Regions from separate parts of the Hordeum vulgare genome. Here region 2 is linked to region 1. A link is a contact called in public Hi-C data. All regions are on one chromosome and are shown on one strand. Each heading gives the region's core, a stretch centred on a gene start, on an enhancer-like site or on the middle of the called end of the contact. The rest is flanking DNA. Distances are from core to core; before and after follow the strand shown. Region 1 holds the start of LOC123427084 (ankyrin-3). Region 2 holds the start of LOC123427086 (PTI1-like tyrosine-protein kinase 3).

Evidence for each region. Hi-C and Micro-C count contacts between places; a contact is called where the count stands out from the background.
Region 2: a contact with region 1 is called in a Hi-C map of leaf, with 5 times the contacts expected there. The contact joins the promoter of LOC123427086 here to the promoter of LOC123427084 in region 1. A contact is called at or near these places in 2 of 6 Hi-C or Micro-C datasets (leaf and seedling).

The regions. Positions count from the first base shown.
Region 1 is chr2H:537,861,656-537,869,597 of MorexV3_pseudomolecules_assembly, forward strand. LOC123427084 (ankyrin-3) reads left to right here and starts at 3,308. Exons shown (of 4, transcript XM_045111037.1): 1 at 3,308-3,735; 2 at 7,592-7,867. The coding sequence starts at 3,397.
Region 2 is chr2H:538,499,998-538,507,939 of MorexV3_pseudomolecules_assembly, forward strand. LOC123427086 (PTI1-like tyrosine-protein kinase 3) reads left to right here and starts at 3,043. Exons shown (of 6, transcript XM_045111039.1): 1 at 3,043-3,405; 2 at 3,503-3,874; 3 at 3,961-4,246; 4 at 4,381-4,513; 5 at 6,737-6,823; 6 at 6,911-7,343. The coding sequence starts at 3,291. The coding sequence ends at 7,027. LOC123427087 (CMP-sialic acid transporter 4) reads right to left here. Exons shown (of 16, transcript XM_045111040.1): 16 at 7,672-7,942.

The DNA.
Region 1 (7,942 bases), core at 2,058-4,557:
CACAACGGATGACTCGCCTGCACCTGTTTTGGTTTTCTTCTTCTTCTTTGCGGCAGTCTTGACCTTTTTAACGGGTGGCTTGGTTGGTCTACGTTTCTAGAAGGGCGCGTTGTCCTGTAGCAGTATAAAAGAGGGGAAGTTAATTCTCCAAAGATCAAAGAAAATACCAAATAAGGCGGGTGATGGTTGAATATATTTACCTCACGAGCCGGATTCTGGATGCAGAATGGTTTCAAACCAATTTTTGAACATACTTCTTCGGGCTCACCACATAGCTTCTTCACAAGGCTATTAACTTCTTAAGAGTCAAGCATTACATTGGTGAAGTGTTGAGAATTGTTTAAGTCGCCGTTATAATAGCACATCAGTCCATCTCGGCGGCTTAAGGGCATAATACGCCATTCCACCCACCATCGGATCAAGTCAACACCGATCAAGCCATTGGCGTTCAAAGCTCTAAGTTTTTCCCAGACAAAAGTGTGGGCGGCTTGTTCTTCCAGGGTCAGTGCACCGGGGAGCTAGAAATCCATTGGAAGACGCTCTTCTCAGTAACCCGAGAGAGGATTTTGCTGAGCAGGTGCGGTATTATTGCAATAAAACCAAGCTTTCCCCTAGCCCTTGGGGTGACTGGGCAAGGTGACAGCAGGAAAATCGCACTCACGCTGCATCTGGATTGTGACTCCACCGAGTTCTAAGCTGGGGCCATCAGCCCATTCTGTCTGGCGATTCAAATAGAAGAACTCCCTAAATAAGGTAACGGTGGGTTCTATCCCTAGGTACGCCTCGCAGAAGACTTGAAACTGAAATAAATTACTGATTGAGTTGGGACCTAGTTCTTGGGGGTGGAGGTTGTAGAAGTTGAGAGCGTCCCGAAAGAATTTTGAACCAGGGGGAGAGAAGCCTTGTTCTAGATGATCAGTGAAAACCACAACCTCTCCTTCGGCGGGTTGAGGCCGTACCTCTCCAGCGGCGGCTCTCCATCCGATCATCTCCTTAGAAGACAAAGTTCCTACTGACACGCATCGCTGCAGGGCGGCATCACCAATTTCTGAGGGCAACCATTCACTTTTTGATGGTTCCAACATGCCGACAGGTTCAGGAAGGAAACAGGCTGCATAAGTATGATTGGCGGGTTATTCTAACGAACAAAAATTGTTTGAGGAAGCGAGGAGTTCGAGATACAAACAATGAGGAAGTTCACAATACTTGAGTCGCCTTAATGAAAAGGTGGTTCATAGAGATGGCGAGTTGCAAAATATTTAACAAGTCGTCGTGAGGGTGAAAATGACTTATGAAGGAAATGTGATATCAGATTCCACTAAGTACTAGACAAATAGTTTTCTACCAAAGTGTACAGAAAGACGGATCTACCAATGGTACGCAAAAAGGAATCTAGTAGTCCTAGACGACAGTAAAATATGGGGTAGCAACAGATAGTATTCATGAGGTTTACGTAAAATATCCAGGAAGTTTATGCGAGATTTAGATCTCTACTTTTCCCGCAACCTATCGTTGGGGAAGATTTTCATCAAGGAATCAAATAGATCTGTAATGGCGATGAATATAGGATGAACCCTATGAACTCTGTTAAACTACAGTGAGCGACCTAAGCAGATCCAGTACAAGAAACAAAAGGCTTACCTGATGGCATTGACGGAGGTGGAAAAGGTTCGCGGTTCGAAGTAGAAGACGCGCGACGGCGGAGCCCTCGTACCGGAGAGCTTGACGATGGGATGTGCGGCGACGATGCGATGCGGGCTCGAGCTCGAGGTAGAAGACGAAGAAGAGGAGCAGGGTAAAAGTAAAATAGATATCCTTGTTGGTATTTAAAGGCCGGAGCGGAAATGGAAAAGGCAGGCGTGGGAATCTAGGAGTCGTAGTAAATTTCAGAGTTGATGGCGCCTCGATTGTCGGGCCAAACGAATAAGCTAAAGGAGCCGTTGGAGTGATGCCATAAAGATCCCTAACATCTCGGGATAGCTGACATCATCAACAAATGGAAGAGGAGACCAAAAGGATATTACAAGCCGATGTTTCTTCCATTGGAAGACAAGTTTGGATTATGTGTGAGCCGCCAAGAATACGAGAAAGGTTTATAAACGTGAACGAGTTCAAGTCAATCTAAGGCCTAATGTTGGAGATATTATCCCGCCATGAGACCCTCCTAAGAGGCCGGGTCAAGATGATGGCGGCTCAAACATTCATGTTCAAGACGGGCCATGACTTATCAAGCACAAGGCACAAGGTGAAGCCAGAAGAGCCGGTTGTAGCCCAAGACATAAAGATGACGACTTATGGCCCATATAGAAGAAGGGCCTCGAGAAGTTTCCTTGCGATAAAAGTAAGGCGAGTTAAAGATATGTCAAGTCACGAATTATACGTGACCCGAACTCTTGTAATCCTAGGGCCTCGACCTGTATATAAAGACGGATCTCTAGGTCTGATAGGGTTAAGTTATCACTAATTGAGAGCTAGGCCAGACGAATCCGCACCCTTGTAATCGATTTGCACATAATTATACACAAAGCAGGACGTAAGATTTTACCTCGATGAGAGAGGCCGAACCTCGTTAAAATCGTCTCTTGCTCCCTATAACCCCTTTGAGTCGCCACATGGTTGCGATGCCCCCATCACTAAGTCCTCTCAGAAGGACATCTGCCGTGACAAACCACGGCAACCTCCCTCCTTGTTGAGCAATGAAATTCCCTTAACCCTGCAAAAATACTTAGATGAATATTAGACATTGTATTATCACACATGTAATGTATGCTTGATATCAATGAAGGCGCTTTTGGCGCTGCCATTTTGTCCAAAGAAAAGCACATGTTTTGTTCTAATCTCTCGACACGGCATCCAAACCTTCAACTTTATACTCCCTCTATTTTGAAATATAAGTATTTTTTTAAAGATTTTATTATAAATTACATAAAAAAAATAAGTAAACTTATACTCTAAAGTATGTCTATATTCTAAAGTCCGTAGACTAAAAAAACTTATACGCCGTAGTCCAAAAAACTTATACAGCGTATTACCACCAAATCTTACATATACCAGATCCACTTGTCACACACTCTCTCTCTCTCATCCAGGGCCGAGCCTGAGCCGGAGCCTGAGCCTGAGCCGGAACCAAGCCGCGCGAGGGTCGTGTGATATTCATTCACGCTCTACCCCACCCGTATCAGCCGCGCATCACACTTACTCGTGGACCCCCACACCCAATTCACCGCGCAGTTACTTTACCCCCATCAAGAGCCCACTATATATGACGCCTCGGCGAGCTCCCGTCGCGCCCTCCCCCTTTCAAGTCTTCCCCACCCTGCCGAGAGACAGACACGGAAGAGATCGAAGCAGAGTGGAGCTCCGTACGCCGTCCGTCAACAGGAGCAAGCTTCTAGAATGGCGGTGCTGCTGCGCCCGGCGGCGATCGCCGGCGGCCGGCAGGTCTGGCCGGTGGCGGAGGACCAGGCCGACGCGGCGGCGGCGGCCTCCCAGCGGCTCGTGGAGGCGGTGGCGCGCGGCGACTCCAGGGAGGCGGGCGAGCTGCTCGCGTCCGGGCGCGCGGACGTGAACTACGCCGGGGTGGTGTGGCTCGACGCGCGCCGGGTGGCGGAGGCGGCGCTGCGGGAGGGCGCCGCCGCCGAGCTGCGCGCGTCGCGGGAGGAGATCCGCGCCGACGTCTCGCCGCTCTTCCTCGCCGCCGGCAACGGGGACGTCGCGCTCGTCCGCGCGCTGCTCGTGAGTGCTTGGCTCCTCCCTCCCCTGCTCTCGTCGTTTTTGGGACTTGCTCTGCTGCCGTTTCCCGTCTGCTTTTCGGTTTGGAGAGCACGGCCATGCTGCTTTTCCGTCGGTTTTGATGCGTTTAGCCAGGAATGCGAGCTCCGTTTTGGCTTATTATGACCGGCGTTTCATCCATAATTTGTAGAGTACTAGTACAATCGAACACCCAAACACACATTTTTCACCTTGGAAGAAATAAGTCTAGGAAAGGAAACATGGAGAGCGTGCGCCGCTCAAAATTTGAAGTGCCATAGGGCGTAGGCCGGACTAGCTTAGCTGCGCTTTTATCTTTACCGAGTCGGCGAAGACTTTCAAAAAACATTTTCGAATGGTCTCAGCGGGCGCTGGCAACTCACGGATGTACTACAAGTACAACACACTGTCTGTATCTCATCCATGTAGTACTCCCGCATAGTTCAGTGTACCTGATGGATAGATAGGAGTAGAAGGTTGGCCATCTACTTCCGTTCCATTCCAAATGAAAAAGCTTTGAGCTCATCATAGTTCAGTCTACTATATAAATGCACGCGCCAGGACAAATCCCATTTTCGTGTAGGTTTAGACACGCATGCCAGCCCCCCCTCTCAAATCTCATTTACGCGCTCGGCCTGGCCCCTCCTACTAATCACTTCCTACCCTCCAAAATGGAGTTATATTAGACATAAAGAACATTCATTACGAGATATTTTGCAGACCCCAATCATGTGTTCCCTCGCCAGTCTTCACTTGAGGAGCTCCAACCCATTTCTCTGCAATTAGTTTCTCGAAGAGGGGCTACCAAGTAGTAGTACCAACCCGCATGGCTGCGATGGGGACCATGCTGTGCTTTGCGTTTGCAGTTCCTCTTTAATGCGTGTACGGACACATTTTGTTGTCTTGCCATGATACAAGTCGTGAAACGGATGGGGGCATGGAGCCGGCCATGGAGCTTACGCAGAGAAGCTTCCTGGACACGCCTTCTAGTAGGAGCATGCCCTAGATATACGTGTGTGTGTGTGTACAGTATATATGTGCATCGATCGAGGTCTAGACATACCGTATATACATACATACATACGTCCTGACATGTTACTGTACAGTACATTGCCTACAAAACAAATTATTTCCTACGTACATTTTTTGTAGTAGTAAAACTGAGGTTGGTCCACAAGGCTACGCACGCTGCTGCGTTGGGGAGAGATGTAATGGAGTATTTTAGCGACGAATTGGGGGGACAACGGTAGATGGGTTTGACTTTAACCCTGACCCATCCGTGCTTTGTTTACTGCTGCCGATAATATAACGAATCAGGTAAGTAGTAGTCGAAAGCACAGGTGCCCAGCGGTTGATGGTACTCCAGTCCAGTGGTGCTGCTAATCAAGTTTACCACTCTACAAAACAGGCAAAGGGAAGAGCTCAACCTCTGAACCTCAACGCTTTGGCCGAAACCAATATATTCCCCCCTCGTGAGCGCGGTCGGGGTTGGTATCACGTGACCCCCTCACTCAGGGTCAGGGTCCCGTCCCCCTCGACCCCCAGAGTCCCAGCACAGTTCATCCTACGTCCGTGTCTTTGTCTTGTGTAGTGCACACTCCAGTAATCCTCAGATTTGTTGGATCCCATGGTACTATGCCTTGGCCTTTGGTAGTTGCCACCTGGGCCTGATCACTGATCACGGCCTCACGTGCCTGTCACGCGTAATCATGCAAGATCGTTCTGCTCTACGAGGTTAAGGGCGTGTGTGTCTCGCAACAGGTGGTGGAGGTGGAGGCGAGGTGAGATCCATGATCTATCTACGTGGCTTGCAGTGTCCGGCCGGTTGATCCGCCGGTGTCATGGGGCGGCCCCGATGCGCTATGCCAACTCCATTGAATGGGATTGACAGGGGAGTAGGTTGCAATGGACGGGGCCGAGCACGAGCAGGAGCACGCACCCGGCCGGCCATGCCATGTACTCCTACTACCAGTAGTCTTTGCCTTGCAGGCAAAGCGCACGGCGCATGGGTACCGGCACTCTCCCCTGATCCCTTCCAAGGCCAATAAATGCCATCGCCATTCGCCAGGGACAGGAGTCCCATGGCCGGCGTGGCCCTCGTCCCAGAGGCGCATGCTTTGCTGCAGCATCTTGCTTGTTTGGAGCTCTTCGTTTGGCTCGCTAGCATGGAAAAGGGATGCGGCCGAGCAGGCAACACATCTCAACTCTGCTCTGCTGGGTCTTCCGGATCAAGACAATTTAGGGCTGAACCTCGTGCGTTTTGTAAGCGTGAAGCCGATCCCAAAACCTGCTAGAGCTCATCCGGGCCGGCACTGCTCGCTCAGCGGAACCACACGGTCCGCATCTGCCGTCCGCACATGCCGGACGCTAGCTGATCCAATACGTCCAAACCGCCCCAGCTGTATTTGATCACGCCATGAAACCTAGCCCCTTGAGATTGAGATGCTGAGCCCCAAGCCGGCAAGTAGGCCAAGGACGGCCAACCTTCTCCGTCCTCCGTGGAAGCGCCATCAAAGACACCGACGCATGTCCGTCCCAGTGCGATGCATCACAATCACATGCCCGATCGCATCGCATCGCTCGCTCGGCCTCTGCATGGCACCCCTGAGCCGGCACGACGGGGGAGAGGAGGTATTGGGTACGGAGAGCTCACCCACGTACCCTGTCGCGTTCCTTGTCTCGTAGCCATGGCCTGCCCCCTCTGCCACCGGCCAGCTGTACCCCCTGCTGCTCCTCCCCCCTCATCACTCATGGCTGGCCAGCTACGCGCACTTGGCGCCCATGCACAGCCGCGGGCACGTCCGTCCTTCCCTGTCCTGCCCTCAGCGCCTGCCGCTCCTCGTGTATCCGGTGGTGGCCTGCGCGCCATTGATGGTGACATGGGGAGACCATGCACTGTTAACAACATCACCTCGGCTCAGTGCACCAGTGCTATGTATTTATTGTACAGCGCTGGAATATAGGCTAGGTCTCCTTGAGGTTGATACAGGGAGGTCCTGTTACAGTGTGAGTGGATGGTTAAACTGGGGATCTGATGTGACTATTACTAGATGCTTAACATCGATGGCCGCAGCATCTTTTATTGCTCAACGGAACCGTTGTTCATGCATTCATTCAGTCCGATTTGCAGTAGGAAATGAGAAACACGACTGTTTTTCTGTAATTGAACAACATTTGACAAGGGCAAATGTGCAAGCTTGGATATATTTTCGGTAGGTGTTGCCATCTTGAAAGCTACGGCTGCTATATGCAGCGACGTTGAGCTGACACAGAGGTAATGAAGGCAGGAACATAAAGATTTGAGGCAATATCTCGAATCTCGATGGATGGATAGGGATGCCATCACCTGCAGAATTTTGACCAGATTCCCTCTTCCAGTAGGAGGCCCCTTCTGTTCTCTCCTGCGTAAATGAATCCTGGCATAGTGCCAATGCAACAGTACCTGCACTGCACAGCACAGCACAGGCTCACCGGCCAGCAAGCAGTCGATGTATTGGTCACCACATCACCGACCTGACCGGACATAGTACCAGCAACAGCGACATTTGCTACCCGGCCAGCTATGGTTCCGAGTCCCGATGGTCATTGGCCTCGCCCCTGTTCTAGTAGTACGCTGGGGTGGGATGGACCATCTTTATCTTTACCTTCCGTGCAGTGAAAGCGAAATTAGAAGTAGGCCTCATGCACATTTTGTTTCAGGAATTCAACCTGCCTTGAGGGAATTGTTTAGCTGCTCAATCCGTGAACGTAAACATCCTCATCATTGTTAGGAGTTGCAGGTCTGCGTTCTACTGTAATTACTTTACACGCTTCTGATGGTTGGTTCACGTGTGGCGTGCAGGCAAAGGGAGCGGACGTGAACGGGAAGGTGTTCCGGGGGTACCCGGCGACGGCAGCGGCGCGGGAAGGGCGCGCGGAGGTGGCGGAGCTGCTGGTGCGCGCCGGTGCGTCGCAGCCGGCCTGCGAGGAGGCCATCGTGGAGGCTGCGCTGCAGGGGCAGGCTGCCCTGGCGGCCATCTTCATGCGCTCCGACCTCGTCCGCCCGCGCGTCGCCGTGCACGCGCTCGTGTCTGCGGCCACCCGCGGCTTCGTCGACGTGGTCGACACGCTCGTCAAGGTATGCCCATGTTACATTTCTCCTCCTATTCTTCTGGGCTTTTAGCTGCAGCTTTGAGTACTTAGGCCCTAGTAT
Region 2 (7,942 bases), core at 1,793-4,292, 640 kb after region 1:
GTTTAATATGTCAAGCACAAAAGCTCAAACAACTAGGCTCACCTATGTGCACCAACAACTTATGCTAAGCAAGATAAACAACTAAGTGATAGCAAGATATATGACAAGAGACAATATGGCTATCACAAAGTAAAGTGCATAAGTAAAGGGTTCGGGTAAGAGATAACCGAGGTACGCGGAGACGATGATGTATCCCGAAGTTCACACCCTTGCGGATGCTAATCTCCGTTGGAGCGGTATGGAGGCACAATGCTCCCCAAGATGCCACTAAGGCCACCGTAAACTCCTCACGCCCTCGCACAATGCAAGATGCCGTGATTCCACTAAGGGACCCTTGAGGGCGGTCACCGAACCCGTACAAATGGCAAACCTTGGGGGCGGTCACCGGACCCGTACACGTGGCAACCCTTGGGGGCGGTTACCGGTACCCGTACAAATTGCTCGGGGCAATCTCCACAACCTAATTGAAGACCCCGACGCTTGCCCGGAGCTTCACACCATAATGATTGAGCTCCGAGACACCACCAAGCTTCTAGGACGCCAAAGCATCCAAGGAGAACAATATCTAGGGTACTAAGTACCAAAGGTAATAAGCTTCTCAAACTTCACTTCCACGTATCACCGTGGAGAACTCAAACCAATGCAACCAATGCAATGGCAAGAACACACAAAGTGGTCAAGTCCCTCACACTCAAATCCCTCAACAACAACGAAAGCTATGGAGAAATATGAGAGGAAGAACAAGGAGCTCACAAAGAACTCCAAGATCTAGATCCAAGGGGTTTCCCTCACATAGAGGAGAAAGTGATTGGTGGAGATGTGGATCTAGATCTCCTCTCTCTTTTCCCTCAAGAACAAGCAAGAATCATTGGAGGGATTGAGAGTAAGCAAGCTCTAAGAATGTCAACAATGGAGGTAGAACAAGAGCTCAACGGATAGATTAGGCCAAGGGAGAAGAAGACCCCCATTATATAGTGGGGGAAGGAATCAGACCGTTACCCCCACTTACAGCCCGAGCCCAGCGGTACTACCGCTGGCTCCAGCGGTACCACCGCTGACCCTCCAGCGGTACTACCGCTGACCCTCCGACGGTACTACCGCTGGCTACAGCGGTACTACCGCTGACCCTCCAGCAGTACTACCGCTGGTTGCAGTGGTACTACCGCTGAGCTCATGGTAGCGCAAAGATACTACCGGGCCAACCACCACCAAGAAAGTCTTCGCAAAAATGTCCGACGCAGTACAACCGCAAAGATGACGGTACTAAAAACTTGGAGCGGTACCACCACTGGCCAGGGGCGGTACTACCGCTGGGACAGCGGTACTACCGCCAGCTCTAGCGGTACTACCGCTAGGTCCAGCGGTACTACCGCTCGCCACTGAAACAACCATAGCTTTCGCATACGAGCTCCGAATCGAGCAAATCCAAGCTTGTTGGATTCAGGACGACAAGAGCTTGTTGGAAATCTTAAGACCATGCAGATATGAAAATGCCAATGATATAGAGATGTGAGTCCTCTATGAATGAAGAACCGGCAAAAACTCCAACATCGAAAACATCATAGTAGATGCATATGGACTCCGTTTTCGATGAACTCGAGCTTGTCACGAAGATGACCATAAGCTCTAAAACTCACAAAGAGAAACACCAAACAAGAACCAAGAAGTATGATGCAAGGATGCAAATGGTTTGAGCTCTCAACGAACGATACGATCAAGCTACTCACTTGAGAGCCCCCCTTGATAGTACATCAATCTATCCTAAACAGAAAACCTATCAAGGGCAAACTTATACCTTGCACCTCGTCCTCTTGAGCTAGATGATGATGATCTTGGCTTCCTCAAGATGGACCACCTTTCTTGATTGCGTTGGCTTGATGAAGACTAGTTGATTGCTCCCCCATACTCACTATGGGTGAGCCACTCTTCAGCATATCTTCACAAGTCCATTGCCACCACAATGGACGGCAAGCTTCAAGCATGATATCTTCGTGCTGATCCACTTGAACTTGCACATCGCAATCTTGATGACGATCACAACTTGACGTCATACTTCATGGGTTGTATGAGATCTTCCCTTTGACGCAAGCCCATGGAAACACACCTAACCCCCACATAGAACTCTCACGAAGACCATGGGTTAGTACACAAACACATAATGGACAATGCTTACCATACCATGGGATCACTTGATCCCTCTCGGTACATCTTGTATGCTTTGTGTGTTGATCATCTTGATTTACTCTTTGTCTGAGATCTTGATCAACCATGCGTCTCTATGACCATTCTTTGGATAATAACTTGAATACCAATTTGGTCATCATATAAACTCCTTGAACCCAACAGATGGACTTCAAGAAGTGCCTATGGACAAATCCTATAAATGTAACTTAAGGCAACCATTAGTCCATAAGAATTGTCATCAATTACCAAAACCACATATGGAGATATATGCTCTAACACCCGCTCCGGCACAGCCCGACCTCGCCGCCGCCGGCGAGGACATCTAGGTTTTTTTTTTTTCATAAATAATGTAACGCATGGACTCTCGTTGGCCTTCGTGAACGACTTTTATGTTTAATTATGCATGTTTGATGCACGTCGGTAAAAATGGGTCGAGCCAGCGATGGGCGCATGCGCCGACCCAAACGTCAAAACGGACGTTCGTGTCGGTTTGGCCATCCCAAACGGACAAAAAAAACGGATAAAATCGCCGTCTGTTTGAATCGACCGTTGGAGTTGCCCTTACCCTGCCTATGAAGAGTCCGGTTGGACTTCAAAATTCGTCGGAGCAGACAGCCCGTCCGGACGTCTCAGGCGGGTATGTGAGGTCCTGTGACCGAGCTAACCATTGTGGCGTTGGCATTGGGGGTGCATGAAGCTAGCTACATCGGAGACTCGGTCTCGGTCCAACTGCCCTGTACTAATCGTACGTTCCCCGGGCGGGTCCCCCGCACGCGAGGAAATCTGCGGCGAGATGTCAAGCTATTCCCAGCGACTGGACTACATTCTACTCCTACATATCACCTGCTCGACCGTTTCCCAGCCTCGGAACTTCGTCCACTACTTCCCACCCATGTCGCCGTAAGCTTCCTTGCAGCGATGTCGTCCACAGGCCGGTAGGCAGGAAAATTTCAGCACCTGGGTGTCGATAGATTCCGTGCGATACAAGAGCGGACAACAGCAACAACTAGTCAGTCAGTGAGTCAGTCGCCTCAAGCTTCCTTTCAAAGCTGCACCAGCACTAGCCCCTCTCTCTTTCTTCTTCTGCGGTGTGCCGCCGGCCGGCGATGAGTTGGTGGGAGAGCGTCAAGAGCCTGTTCGCCGATGGCAGCAACCTCGGTTGCCTGTCCTGCGTCGGGAGGAAGGCGCCCGACGACCTCTACTCCTACCCCATGGAGCCCGGTAATTAAGTGATCCAGAGTTCTTCGGTCGCTCCATCTGCCAGTAATTTCCCGTGCATGTAATCTAAGTATATAAATTTTGGTTTGGTCGTGTGCAGCGAAGGGGAAACGATCACGCGGCGGCGGTCCGGCGCCGGAAGAGGAGCCGGGCGCCATCGAGGTGCCGGCGGTGGCGCTCCGGGAGGTGAACGAGCTGACCGGCTCCTTCGACAGGGAGAAGCTGATCGGGGAGGGGTCGTACGCCAAGGTGTACAAGGTGACGCTGCGGAGCGCGAGGCTCGCCGTGGTGAAGAAGCTGGAGAAGAAGTCCAAGCACGCCTCCAACGACGTCTTCCGCCGGCAGCTGTCGGTGGCGTCCAAGCTGCGGCACGAGAACTTCGTCCGGCTGCTCGGCTACACCATAAGCGGCGACCTCCGCGTGCTCGTCTACGAGTTCGCCACCATGGGCACCCTCCACGACGCCCTGCACGGTACGCACGAGCCCACCTCCATTCTCGACCTTGAGCTACAATAGAATACACTGACACACGACGCCATGGATGGACCAATATGGCAGGGCCGAGGGAGGGCGTGGGGTCGCGGGAGGAAGTGGAGGAGAGGCCGGTGCTGAGCTGGGAGCACCGGGTGCAGATCGCGCTGGACGCGGCGAGGGGGCTGGAGTACCTGCACGAGAAGGTGTCGCCGCCGGTGATCCACAAGGACGTGCGCTCCACCAACGTGCTGCTCTTTGACGGCATGAGGGCCAAGATCGCCGACTACAACATGTTCAGCCAGGCCGCCGACATGGCGCGGCTCAACCGCTCCACGCACACGCTCGGCTCCTTCGGGTACCAGGCGCCGGAGTACGTGCCCCGCCCTCCTCGATCATCTGTCATCTCATACCAGCTCGCCGCCGGCGTCCTGTTACGAATTCGAATTTGACGAACGTGTCGATTGCTTAATTTGCTTGGTTTCTGAAAGAACTGAATGCATTCAGGTACGCGATGAGTGGTCAGATGACGAACAAGAGCGACGTGTACAGTTTCGGCATTGTCCTTCTGGAACTCTTGACTGGGAGGAAGCCGCTGGATCGTACGTTGCCGCAGGGGCAGCGCAGCCTAGTCAACTGGGTGAGCAATGCTTCTCAGTCCCATAATCATCCTACTATTCGTCAAGCTGATAAACTGTCAATAATCAACCGGTGAAAAAAATTAACAGACACTTGATGCAGACTAATGGTTATTTTCTTTCTGACAAACAAACTCTAGGGTTAGTTCTTTTGGCAGTTCAAGAAATAAGCCGTCTTTCTTTCTTATTTATTGGGGCTTCTAAGCTAATCATGGGATAACTAATTGGAAGCGCCTGGATCTCATTCGACTGAGAAAACAATTGGTCTCGATCGGATGAGGTGGCAGTTTTTCCTGTCCGGATGAGGTGGCAGTCCCATAAACAAAAAGAAACCCAGTTATTTTGTTTTGTGTTGCTAGTTCTTTGTCCTTGGTTGTCGGTTTTTATGGGTTTGTTAGATTTTTTTTCAACTTTTGTTTGTCCAAAAAAAGCTCAATTTTTTTTGTCTTGTGGGTTTTTTGTCCTGGGTAATAGGCCCTTTTCGCTACGGTTGCAACTACTACAACAACAAAAAAGAAAAAAAAAACAGGTTGTTGTCGCACCTTACGTCTTTCAGTTGCGATCGTGTCGGGGTCGGTTTCAACTACTAGCCTTAGGACAAGCATTTGCAGTTGGGTATCACAGGTTGCAGTTGCGGCCGTGTCGGTTAGGTTGCAACTGCTACATAGAAAAAGAAAAAAAAAAAGGATGCCCTCCATCACCCCGCTTGTTGCGGTTGCGGTTGGGTGTGCTTGGTTGCAGTTACAGCCGTGTCACTACGGTTGCAATTACTACAACAACAAAAAAGGAAAAAAGCAGGTTCTGTTCGCACCTTACGTCTTGCAGTTGCGGTCGTATCGGACCGGTTGCAACTACTAGCCTTAGTACAAGCGTTTACAGTTGGGTATCCACAGGTTGTAGTTGCAGCCATGTCGGTTAGGTTGCGACTGCTGCATAGAAATAGAAAAAAAAATGATGCCCTCCATCACCCCGCTCGTTGCGGTTGCGGTTGGGTGTGCTTGGTTGCAGTTGCAGCCGTGTCACTGCGGTTGCAACTAGTACAACAAGAAAAAAAGGAAAAAAGCAGATTCCGTTCGCGCCTTACGTTTTGCAGTTGTGGTCGTGTCGGGTCGGTTGCAACTACTAGACTTAACACAAAGCGTTTACAGTTGGGTATCACAGGTTGTAGTTGCAGCCGTGTCGGTCAGGTTGCAACTGTTACATAGAAAAAGAAAAGGAAAGAAAAAAAACAGAAAGGATGCCCTACATTGAAAAAGTGAATGATGCCAATTTGTTTCTCATTGGAATGAGTTTTAGCAAAACTCTAACTAATTTAGAGTCTCGGTAAATTTATGAAAACGGTTTACCTTTTAAGCTACAAAGAGGGAGCTTATTTTTTAAGCCATAAAAAAACTTGGCCCTAATATCAGTATATCAGTTGAATTTAATGCCCGGTAACTTAGGGTCAGTTCTTTTGGTAGCTTCTAGAATAAGTTGAAATAAGCTGCCCTATGCGAGTGCGGACGTTTGGAGCTCGGCCTCCATGGAGGCCGAAATTTTTGAATAATTTAAAATTCAAATTTTTCGGTTTCAAAAAAATCTGAAAAAAATATGGAAGTAAAGAAGGATGTTATGTGTATGTGTGCAAAAATTTAGGATGAAATACCTTGAAATACGATCTGCACAAAAAGGACAAATTCATGGCCTGAAACGATGAATAGTGTCATGTGTAAAAAAGCCTCAGATTTGTCTTTTTTGCACAGCCCTCATTTCAATGTATTTTTTTCTGAAAATTTACACACATGTGTGTTACGCCTTCACTTATCCCTGTATTTTTTTCAGAATTTTTTGAAATATAAAAATACGAATTTTCATGAAATTTGAGTTTCAAATTTAAAAGCCTCCATGGAGCTCGGGAGCCAAAAGCAATTTCCGGCCCTATGCAGCTTAATCTATAAGCCCAATCAAATATTTTTAGTTGGCCTTCTAGAATAAGCTGGGTAGGGGGCAGCTTATTCTAGAAGCCCAAAAAAGCTATCAAAAGAATTGGCCCTTAGTATTTTTCTTCTTTTCCTGCCATCACACAATACATCATGCCGGAATGTACAACATTCTCAAAGGGTCCAACCAGCTTCTGAGCAAGACAAAATTAAAGTTACCGTGGCAAACACATTTGCGTTTTTTCCATTCCGTTCTCAATCAAAGTTTGATGGGCCTCCTGCTCCTATCGATGGATGTACCTGCAGGCGTCTCCGCTGCTGACTGAAGACAGAGCTCAGGAATGCATCGACCCGAGGCTCGGCGACAAGTACCCTGCCACCGGAGCGCTCAAGGTCGGTCTCTCTCCCTGTCTAACCAGCCCTGAGAATTCTAACCAGCCCTGAGAATTCTGGTTCCGTGTGAATTGTCTCCCCCTGCAGCTAGGGAGAATCGCAGTGCAATGCCTCCAGTACGACCCAACCTACCGGCCGTCCATGGGCACCATCGCCCGCGTGATCAACTACGCCGTCGTGCGGGACCAGCAGGGCGTGGTCTGATGATGTCAACATGTTGCCGTTGCCCGGTGCTTCTTCCACCGTGCATGTCCAGTTGCCTCTACTATTGTACTCCCTCCGTAAAGAAGTATAAGAGCGTTTAGATCACTATAGTTAGTGGTCTTTATAGAGGGAGTTACTTTTTTGGAAGTTATGTACAGTATGTGTGATATGAACTTCGTAAGCTTGCAAGCCATGTTTGAGTAGCAGTCTTTGCCACGCGAGAAAACCTGTAGCCCGTCGCCAGAAGCATTCTATTTGTTCATGCTCATTCTGAAACACACGCACATGTATAAGATGATAGTATTGTTTTCTCTTCTGTTGTTTGCATCAAGCATTGGTGAGGAATCGTTAACTGGTACCTGTCTTTTGGCTCGCGAGTAGGAGATTAATGGGCCAATTGGCAAGTTAATCAGCCATTTAATCAATTAATCAAATGATTTTGGCAAGTTAATCAGCCATCTAATCAATTAATCGAATGATTTTTCAGTTTATCGGCTATTCGGTGACCCTATGAGCAGGGATTAATCGGCAAGTTAATTGGTTAATCAGATGAATTCTTGAATACGCCGTCAAGAAACGTTTATGGGCAGATACTGAGCAAAGCACTGAGCGCTCGTCAGGAAAATCAGATATGCAGCCTTCAATAATGGCAAGTACAAATGGATTTATACCGTTGATACAACACTGAGTACACTTAGTTTAGCCAAAAGGCTCATGAGAAGAACTATCATGTATTATCTGTGAATTTGTGTGGAATAAGTAGCATGTACCACCCCTCGTTGTCGACCCCAAAAAAGTTGGGGTCAAAAAAGAAAGAAAGAATAGGATGGCCTCGTACACATAAATAGTTCCTTTCCTTTTACAGTTTACAAGAGCGTTTGGTTTAATCTACCATCCTACATAATATTTGTGGTT